Linked DNA regions of Rattus norvegicus: all the other regions are linked to region 3. Evidence: chromatin contacts called from public Hi-C data. All regions are on one chromosome and are shown on one strand. The core of a region is the stretch at or near the end of the contact, and the rest is flanking DNA. Distances in the headings are between cores, read along the strand shown.

What was found. Hi-C and Micro-C count contacts between places; a contact is called where the count stands out from the background.
Region 1: a Hi-C map of liver shows a contact between it and region 3, with 7 times the contacts expected there. The contact joins two enhancer-like sites. A contact is called at or near these places in 4 of 12 Hi-C or Micro-C datasets (hepatocytes, kidney and liver) and 1 of 1 datasets of contacts at active chromatin or transcription factors (oligodendrocytes).
Region 2: a contact with region 3 is called in a Hi-C map of liver, with 5 times the contacts expected there. The contact joins two enhancer-like sites. A contact is called at or near these places in 2 of 12 Hi-C or Micro-C datasets (kidney and liver).

The regions. Positions count from the first base shown.
Region 1 is chr2:106,586,153-106,588,852 of GRCr8, forward strand. No RefSeq gene overlaps it. Among named protein-coding and RNA genes, the nearest start is that of Tbl1xr1, 140 kb to the right of the region's middle. Within about 2 kb of position 1,434, at least 89 of the 93 cell types and tissues checked have an H3K27ac peak or open chromatin away from gene starts, as enhancers often do. A contact at or near this core is called in hepatocytes and liver, where this site is marked.
Region 2 is chr2:106,426,055-106,428,754 of GRCr8, forward strand. No RefSeq gene overlaps it. Among named protein-coding and RNA genes, the nearest start is that of Tbl1xr1, 300 kb to the right of the region's middle. Within about 2 kb of position 1,352, at least 4 of the 93 cell types and tissues checked have an H3K27ac peak or open chromatin away from gene starts, as enhancers often do. A contact at or near this core is called in liver, where this site is marked.
Region 3 is chr2:106,074,695-106,077,394 of GRCr8, forward strand. LOC120100783 (a long non-coding RNA gene) reads right to left here. Exons shown (of 3, transcript XR_010064199.1): 3 at 1-2,700. Among named protein-coding and RNA genes, the nearest start is that of Tbl1xr1, 650 kb to the right of the region's middle. Within about 2 kb of position 1,272, at least 3 of the 93 cell types and tissues checked have an H3K27ac peak or open chromatin away from gene starts, as enhancers often do. A contact at or near this core is called in hepatocytes and liver, where this site is marked.

The DNA of each region.
Region 1 (2,700 bases), core at 184-2,683, 510 kb after region 3:
CAGCAACCTTCACAGCAAATTTCATCTTAAAAAAAAAAAAAAAATCTTCCTTTACAGCTGGCTAGAGGTTTCAACCAGGCTCCAAAGTGAGGGTTCATTTTCTTCCCCACCCCGTAACTTCCATTTTTCTGCATGTCTCACCATTTCAGACACTTCTCAGGCAATCAGGGGGCCATCTTGGAAGTTTTTGCCCCGACTCCCAGCTGTGTGCTCACCAGCTGTGGCTGAATTCAAGAAATGACAGCTTCAGACTGTTCTCCTTCATAGCATTTAGAGGGAAGTTGCCCTAACCTTCTGAATGACGGGCTGCTGGGAGAGAAAACCTTACTAGTTGAGAGGCTGTCTGCTCTGTTTCCTCCAGGGGAGCACTTAAGGACTTTAGATCAGGCAGCTCCCTGCCGGGAGCAGGAGGGGTAAGATGAGGCCAAGGAGGGCCAGCCCTTCCTTCCCCTTGTCATTCTCCAAATTAGGGCTGGCTGCCATTTTTTTTCTCCCCAATTAAAAGTACCGAAGAGAATTTAAAGGAGACCTGTCCTGTGTCTGTAAATAAATAGCCTGTTTGGCCAAACAGAAAAGGCACCATGTTGCGTGAGTTATTGGATGTATTGTCTTTAATATGTGAATGTGTTCTCAAGAACAAAGTGGCAGCAATCTATACATTTAATTAGTATCAAAGCAACTTCAATGTACCGTTCACAGCAAGGGGGAGAGAAGTAAACTGCTTAAATGCATAGACTTAAAAAAAAAAAATCCTCGTTCTAGGCAAAGGAACCACCGGAACAGTAAGATAAAGAGATCTTAATTAACACCAAATCCATCTACTTCCCCTGCTCCAGAACCGAAACAGAATGCTAAGGCAATTTGCTTGGAGAGCAGTTTTGCACCATAAATCTGGGCCGTGTTTTTCTGTGCGTTTGCCCTGCAGTAAGCTTAAAGAGAAACTCAGGCACCAAAACCTTCAGTTCAGCCTTGGAGGCAAAGCAAAGCGCTAATCAGCCGCAATGGTGATTACATAACACCCCACCCCCACCGCCACCCCCACCCCAAGCCTCAAGAGGCAGGGTTTGGCTTCTGGTTAGAGCAAATGCCTTTCTTTTTTGCCTCTGTGAGAGTCATTGAAAATGCTCTTTAAGGACCAAAAGTCAGGGCATGTGTGTTTTCAGAAGAAATGGAGGTCACTTGAGGGTGACTTCTGAGTACACCCCCAAGCCAAAATGAATCTGTATCGATATCTAAAGTGCATCTGCTTTTAGAGCAGAAGCCACCATCTGTTCCTAATTGGTGCCCTGGAGGTACTCCCGGTGGAAAAAAGAGCCGGGCCAGAGCAGCCGCGCCTCCCCGGGGCTGCAGACTCCGCTCTGGGCCTTGCTGGTGCAATCGAGTGCTCCTCTCTTAGATAATGCCAGGTATTCTGGAAAGTAGCCGTGTAATAATACACAAACCCCTGATGATGTCAGCGTGTTATTGACTTTCCAAGTCTGAATGACTGAGCAGAGGAGCGGGGGGTGGGGCGCCATCCATCCGGCGGCGCAGAGACCAGCCGAGCGAAAATGGGCTCACAGTCCGGCGGGGGAGGGGAACTGCGGCGGCTGCCTGGCCAGGCTGGATGGATCTCAGCCGCAGCAGGATCGCCTCCACCAAGTCAAGAGGGGGCCTTGGGCTAGGGAGAAGGGGTTTTCAATGTTATGTTTAGCCAAAAATTCATCTGGCTGATAGAACTGGTCCCACCACCTACCTCCAAGCCCATACCACGCGGCAGAGGAGGTTACAAGGCTAGCAGCAGTCACCAAGGGAAGTAGAGATTGCAAAGGCCTTGCCCCATCCCAACATTTCGACATACACACAAGATACAGTCTTCAAGGTCTGGAAAGCTCCGGGTCCCTTTTCCTGCTGGAGTCCCCGATCCAAGGAGCCTCTAGGAACCTGCACCTCAGCTCTGGTGACATTTTGTAAGCCATGGTGTCCGTGTTTCCTTACAGGTGCACGTGTTTCGTTACAGGTGCACAGTGTAGGCTCCTCTTCCCACCTTGCAAACTGGACCATTGGGTACTCAACCATCTTCAGTGCTAGGTTAACAGAATTTGCATTAAAAGATCCAGAACCACCCCCCCTCCCCCTGTTTGTGCTACCAACTCGGGTGGGGCCAGTGCCACCAAGCTGGTGTCTCCTGGAGCCCTGGCTTTTTTTTTCCCCCCCCCCCTTGCACATCCAGCATACCCAGCTTGGATAGTGACACCAGAGGAGGAGAAGGCCACAGACTGTTTTCCCTGTCGCAGGCCTGTGCAAATGCCACCAAGAAGCCAAGTCTTATTTAGCTCAGGAAGGAAGGGGAGGGCTGGGCCTGTGCAGAGATGAAAGCGAACTAGTGCTTTGGAGATGCAGGACTATTCAAGGCTTCTGAGCTTGGGCTGAGGGCTCAACCTGTTTGTGGACACATCATCGAAGTGGGGAGAGCCATTGTCTTCTGGGCAACTAGGGAGTTATACATCTAGACTTTGCACCTCTCTGTCTCCTTTTTTTCAAATGGGCAACTCTTTCTGGAAACACTGCACTCAGGTCAAAGCCCCTCTTCCTGTTTCAGAAAACAGCCTACAGACTCTTGGTTTCCTAAATTCCACCCTAACCAGCAGCCTCCAGTCCCAGTTGAAGCTGCAGCCCCTTCTAAAGCTCCCACATCCACGAGGTTCCTGAAAGAACCAC
Region 2 (2,700 bases), core at 102-2,601, 350 kb after region 3:
GAGATGGGGGATGGGAACACACACATAAAGCTCTATATATTAAATACCTTAAACAGTCCAATGACTGGGCCACAACCTAAAACTATGTTGCTAACACACTCTCCTCTAATATTCCTGAGTTAATACTTACTAAATCTATAGTTTATCTTTGCTGCACTTGACCCTCCTGTGCAGCCCTCCTGAAGCTGCTTTTGCACGTACATGTTGGCCATCTAACCCTCCTACACCGTTCCTGAGTAGTCTGTCTCCTATGCCCTCATCATGGCAAAATCTCCTCTTCTACCTTCCCTAGTCCCGTCCTGTCTCTCTGCCCAGCCATTGGCCTCTGGTAACTTTATTGACCAGTCAAAAACCAACTAGAAACCGGCTTTCCTTAGTCCTACATGCAGGACACTACAAACTGGTTTTTGAGTAACATAATTAGCACAAGAATGTAAGCAGCTACGATTTCAACCTGGACACTTGAGTTATTCTAAATGGTCATGCTGCCACACCTGACCCTAGCAGGCCCTTGCTAAGCATGGGCAAGATCATGGCTACAGTGCCTAAGCACATGCTCAACTATTACCAGAGGGCAAATGAGCTTCTCTAGAATGCTTATGACATTTCCATAAAGTTAATGACTAGGGTCTGTAAACAAAGTGATCAGTCTGGGCCAACAAGACAGCTCAGCATGTAAAGGTGCTTGTCTCTAAGCCTTATGGCTGAGTTCAATCCCTGAAACTCACATAGTGAAGAAGAGAACTGACTCTGGTTAAGTGTCCTCTGACCTTCATACTCACACCCATGCCACATGCAGAATAACTTAATTAACATGTTTTAAAAAAAATCTTGCTTAAAAAGTAACCAGCTTTCAACATTGTAATAAGCTCAGAGTACATATTTGCTGAAATTTGATTTCCTCATTTTATGTAAACATTCTCAGCTCTTGGGACCATTTAAGCTTTTCCTCTAAACTTTAAAAACAACCTACTTCCAACCATTGTCATGCATTACCATTAATTCGGTGTGCTGAAAAAGAGCTGGTTTAGGGACCTTGGCTCCGGATAACAGTGTTTTCAGAGCCCTTTGAAACAGAAGGGAACCAAGAGTGACATCACCATGCTAGTGAGTCTATACTCTCCTGCATCGCACAGAGGAGCAGACATTGAGGTGCATAGCACATTAAAAGTGAAATGCATGATGAGATTGGAAGTCCCAGCACTGCACCATTCGTGGACACCAGCAGCATTCACCAGCAGCTGCTTTATGCCTTTTGATCACAGAAAAATACATGAGGACTGGCTTTGCTTTATCTGTTAGAAGCCATCTGGTAAAAGGAGAGCTTGCTAATAATTAACTAGAAACTGCTCTGAAGAAGATTTTAACACTCCCAAAACGACTGATCAAAGTTCAGATAGGAAAGTGCTTGCCTGGGAACTATAAGGACTCAAGTTTGATCCCTCAGAACTCACCTAAAATCAGCTAGGTGTGGTATTGAGGTAAAGTATTGAGTTCTCTCTCTCTCTCTCTCTCTCTTTCTCTCTCTCTTTCTCTCTCTCTCTCTCTCTCTCTCTTTCTCTCTCTCTCTCTCTCTCTCTCTCTGTGTGTGTGTGTGTGTGTGTGTGTGTGTGTGTGTGTGTGTGTGTGCGCACGCGCCCGCGAGTGTGTGTGTGCTGAGGCACTGGAATCCTTGACATGACCATGTCAAGTCAACAATGTACTCTCACTCAAGACTTTCTCCCTAGAAAGATCAATCTGGGAAGGGGGGATGTGGGTGAATATAATCAAAGTATGTCCAGTACATCTATGGAATTGTAAAAACATAATAACATTTTAAGATTGCAATAAGTCATACAAGATTAGGATTTATTTCATTTACCTTTACTTCTCCTTTTCTTTGCACAATCTGTTTGGATGATCAGGCATTGACAGAATCCTAACAACTCAACTTACAAGCTGGTGTGTGGAAAGTCAGTAAAAAAATGAGTGTTTTCTGTGCCCCTGAATACAGAATACACAGTTGCCTGTTTGGAAAATGCATATTGAGACCCTGAAGACACCCTGAAATAGTTCATGAAACACTGAGGCCATTTATATTGTATGTCTTCTTGTTCCTTCCCAGCCTTTGGCTTCCAGAATGTTAAAAACATGTAATTATCTTTGAGTTTGCAAATCTCTGCCTTCAGACAAGCCCTTCAGTTTGAACTTGCAAATTTCTCAAAATAAAACTTCCTGCTGATGAAAATAAATGCCTTGTATGCAATTATTGTCAGAAACAATTAACTCCATAACTCAATCAAATTGTGATTTTATTACTGATCAACAAACATACACCAGAATATATTTTCAGGTTACTGTGGCCTACATAATAAGTGGCTAAAAACTCCTTCAAAAAATACATCCTCCAGCCCACTACCAGATCACTGAGATTGGATGCCAGTACAAACAATGGTTGAACCTTTTAAAAAACACATCCTATGAGCTAAGCTTTCTGAACAATGAAGCTCCCTGTAGTAGTGTCCATCTTCTTACATAGATGCTGGGAGTCAGACTTCTGGTCCTCATCCTCACACTTAAGCACTGAGCCATCTCTCCTGTTTGTGCAATTGGTTCTTATCTCTTCACCTACTCTTAATCTCAGGTAAAAACTTAATTTGACTCTTATTTTTAAATATTTATATATATATGTATGTATGCATATATGTATGCATGTATGAA
Region 3 (2,700 bases), core at 22-2,521:
CCTTTCACAAACCTGGGATTTTACCTGTTTGTGTTCAATCCCAAGTCAACTATCGGCAAGAGGTACTAAGACGTTAGCAACGCCAGAGTAGGTCCGAATTTTGTGGGCCTGAGGCTGATTTTTGTTGTTGTTCTCTTTGGGCAGTCTTTAAAATAAAGAGTTCAACTAATAAATGAGTTGTACTTGACTAGGTTTGGGATCACCTAGGAGACACACTTCTGGGAATGTCTGTGAGGGAGTTTTGAAAAAAGTTTGAACTAAGGAAGAAGTACACACCTTTGGGTAGCACCATCCTTTAGGCTGGGATCCCTCTACATTTAAAACAAAAAGGAAGAAAAAGGTCACTTGAAATCCAGCATTCAACATTCTCCCAACTTTCTACCTGGAGATGTAGTGGGGCCAGCCTACCACCTATGATCTTGTCATATACCATTGGATTATACCCTTAAGCCATATTGCAAAAGAGATCCTTATTTGTTAATTTGTTTCTTGTTCTATATTTGGTTAAAACAAGGAAGAAGGTAATTAAATACAAGATGTGAAAGTAAATATTTACATATAGGAAAATTACAATGAATTATCTACTTCTCAGAAATAAATTATCTATAAATATCAGAAAACATACAAGAATGTTTTATTTGCCAACCTCAGGATCTTGCACAATTTCGTCTACATTTATCTAGCTGTTTTTAGTTTACTTCTTTATTTATTCAGTTTCTTTTTCAATTCTGCATATTTCTAGCCTATTACAGACTTCATGATTGAAAGTATTTTGGTAGGATTTATTTTGTCACTATTGGAAACCACTAAACCAGTTTCTTTCCTATACAGGTTAAAAGAATTCAGAACCTTTCAAGTTAACTAATCTTAGATCATGTTTGTACTGGCACAACCCATTGACTAGCTAGTCACTGATTGACTTCCCACGGAGGTACCTTGATAGGTTTATGTTCTTATCTATGGAGAGAATTTGCAAGCTGACTACACAGACTGACTCAAAGCAGATTAGCTACTTATAGTTTTGCATTTCTCTTGATCGAAGAATTTTCCCCATACTGAACCCTGATTGTATTTCAAACATTTTCTATTTTAATATCCAGAATATTTCAAATGCTGGGTATGTTAATTATCAAACTTGACAAAAATCTATTATTACCTAATATGGAAGTCTCATGCCTGTGAAGTTTATCTTGACCCATCTTCATTATGCCATTCCCTGGGGTCATTCTGGGCTGTCAAAAGAGGTGTCAGCAGCAACATGTATTGATTCTTCTCAGACTCTGGGTTTCAAAACACCAATGGACATTTGATGTCGTTGCTGGATAAGTTGGCCAGTGGGTAGTGAGAGTAACTCAGCTATTCGTTAACCAGATGCAAATAATATTTTCTTAAATCTCTAACTCTAGGCTGGAGTTTGAAAGCCAAGCAAGAATTTGACTTTCTACACAGGTGAGCCTGAGTAAGAAAAACTGTTTTTGCCTGCCAATCAAATACCATATACACAGAAGTTTTAAATTTGGTGTAAATATATGAAGGCTTTACAGAGTATGCCCTAGGGCCTCAGAATGGTCTAAATGCATCAGGGAGTCAGGAACAAGAGTGAAGCCTGCTGCTCTGTGATAAATCTGCCTCCCAGTCCTTATGTGAGAGTAATAACCATTCAAGAAAATTGTTCAACCTGGTGTGTACCCTCCACTTCCATTTGAGTTTTTTCTTTTCCTTTCCTCAGAGTTACCCTATGCTTTTAATTTTCTCTGGGGCATTTACTATGTTTTGACTTGTATATTTGTAGTAGTAATTAACATTTTTTACATAATGACTTTAACCAATGGCTTCACATGTGAGGTAAGTACTCTGCCATTGAGTCCTATCTCAACCATCTTTTTTTTTTTAAAGATTTATTTATTTATTATATATAAGTACACTGTAGCTGTCTTCAGACACACCAGAAGAGGGCATTGGAACTCTTTACAGATGGTTGTGAGCCACCATGTGGTTGCTGGGAATTGAACTCATAACCTCTGGAAGAGCAGTCGGGTGCTCTTAACCGCTGAGCCATCTCTCCAGCCCCCTCAACCATCTTTTAAACTTTTGTTTTGAGGTAGAGTCTCACTAGATTGACTAGACTCTATCTACATGTGTGCTGCACAGCCCAGGCTGGCCTTCAGCATTAGTCATTCTGCCTCAGCCTTGTGAGTAGATGGCGTTATGACCCCAGCTGAGAAGCCCCACCATTGAAGCATACACACCCACTGCCAAGCATTTCCATCACCTCAGTTAATTCTCACAACCGTCACATTAGTTGTGCCTACTAAGTCAGTTTGTTTGTTTGTTTGTTTGTTTATGGTTTAAATGGAAAACCAGGGTCTCAGGAAAACAAATAAAATTTTTCTCAAGGTCAAATAACTATCAAAGCCACAATTTAGATGTAGCTGTTTCACTAAAATTACCAATAGTTAATAATAGTAACTAACTAACAACTATAGTCACCTGGCCATTTGCTCTGCATAGCTTAGAGTTCACCCTGTTACTATATTTCCTTGCAAGAAGGAGGGGGACTACAGTATGTAAGATGCTCACTACCACTCTGAAACCTCTTTGCTCACAGAGGAACCAACATGATACATAGACATTTCATTCCAGAACCACCCATGTATGTATGTTTTTTTTTTTTCCGGAGCTGGGGACCGAACCCAGGGC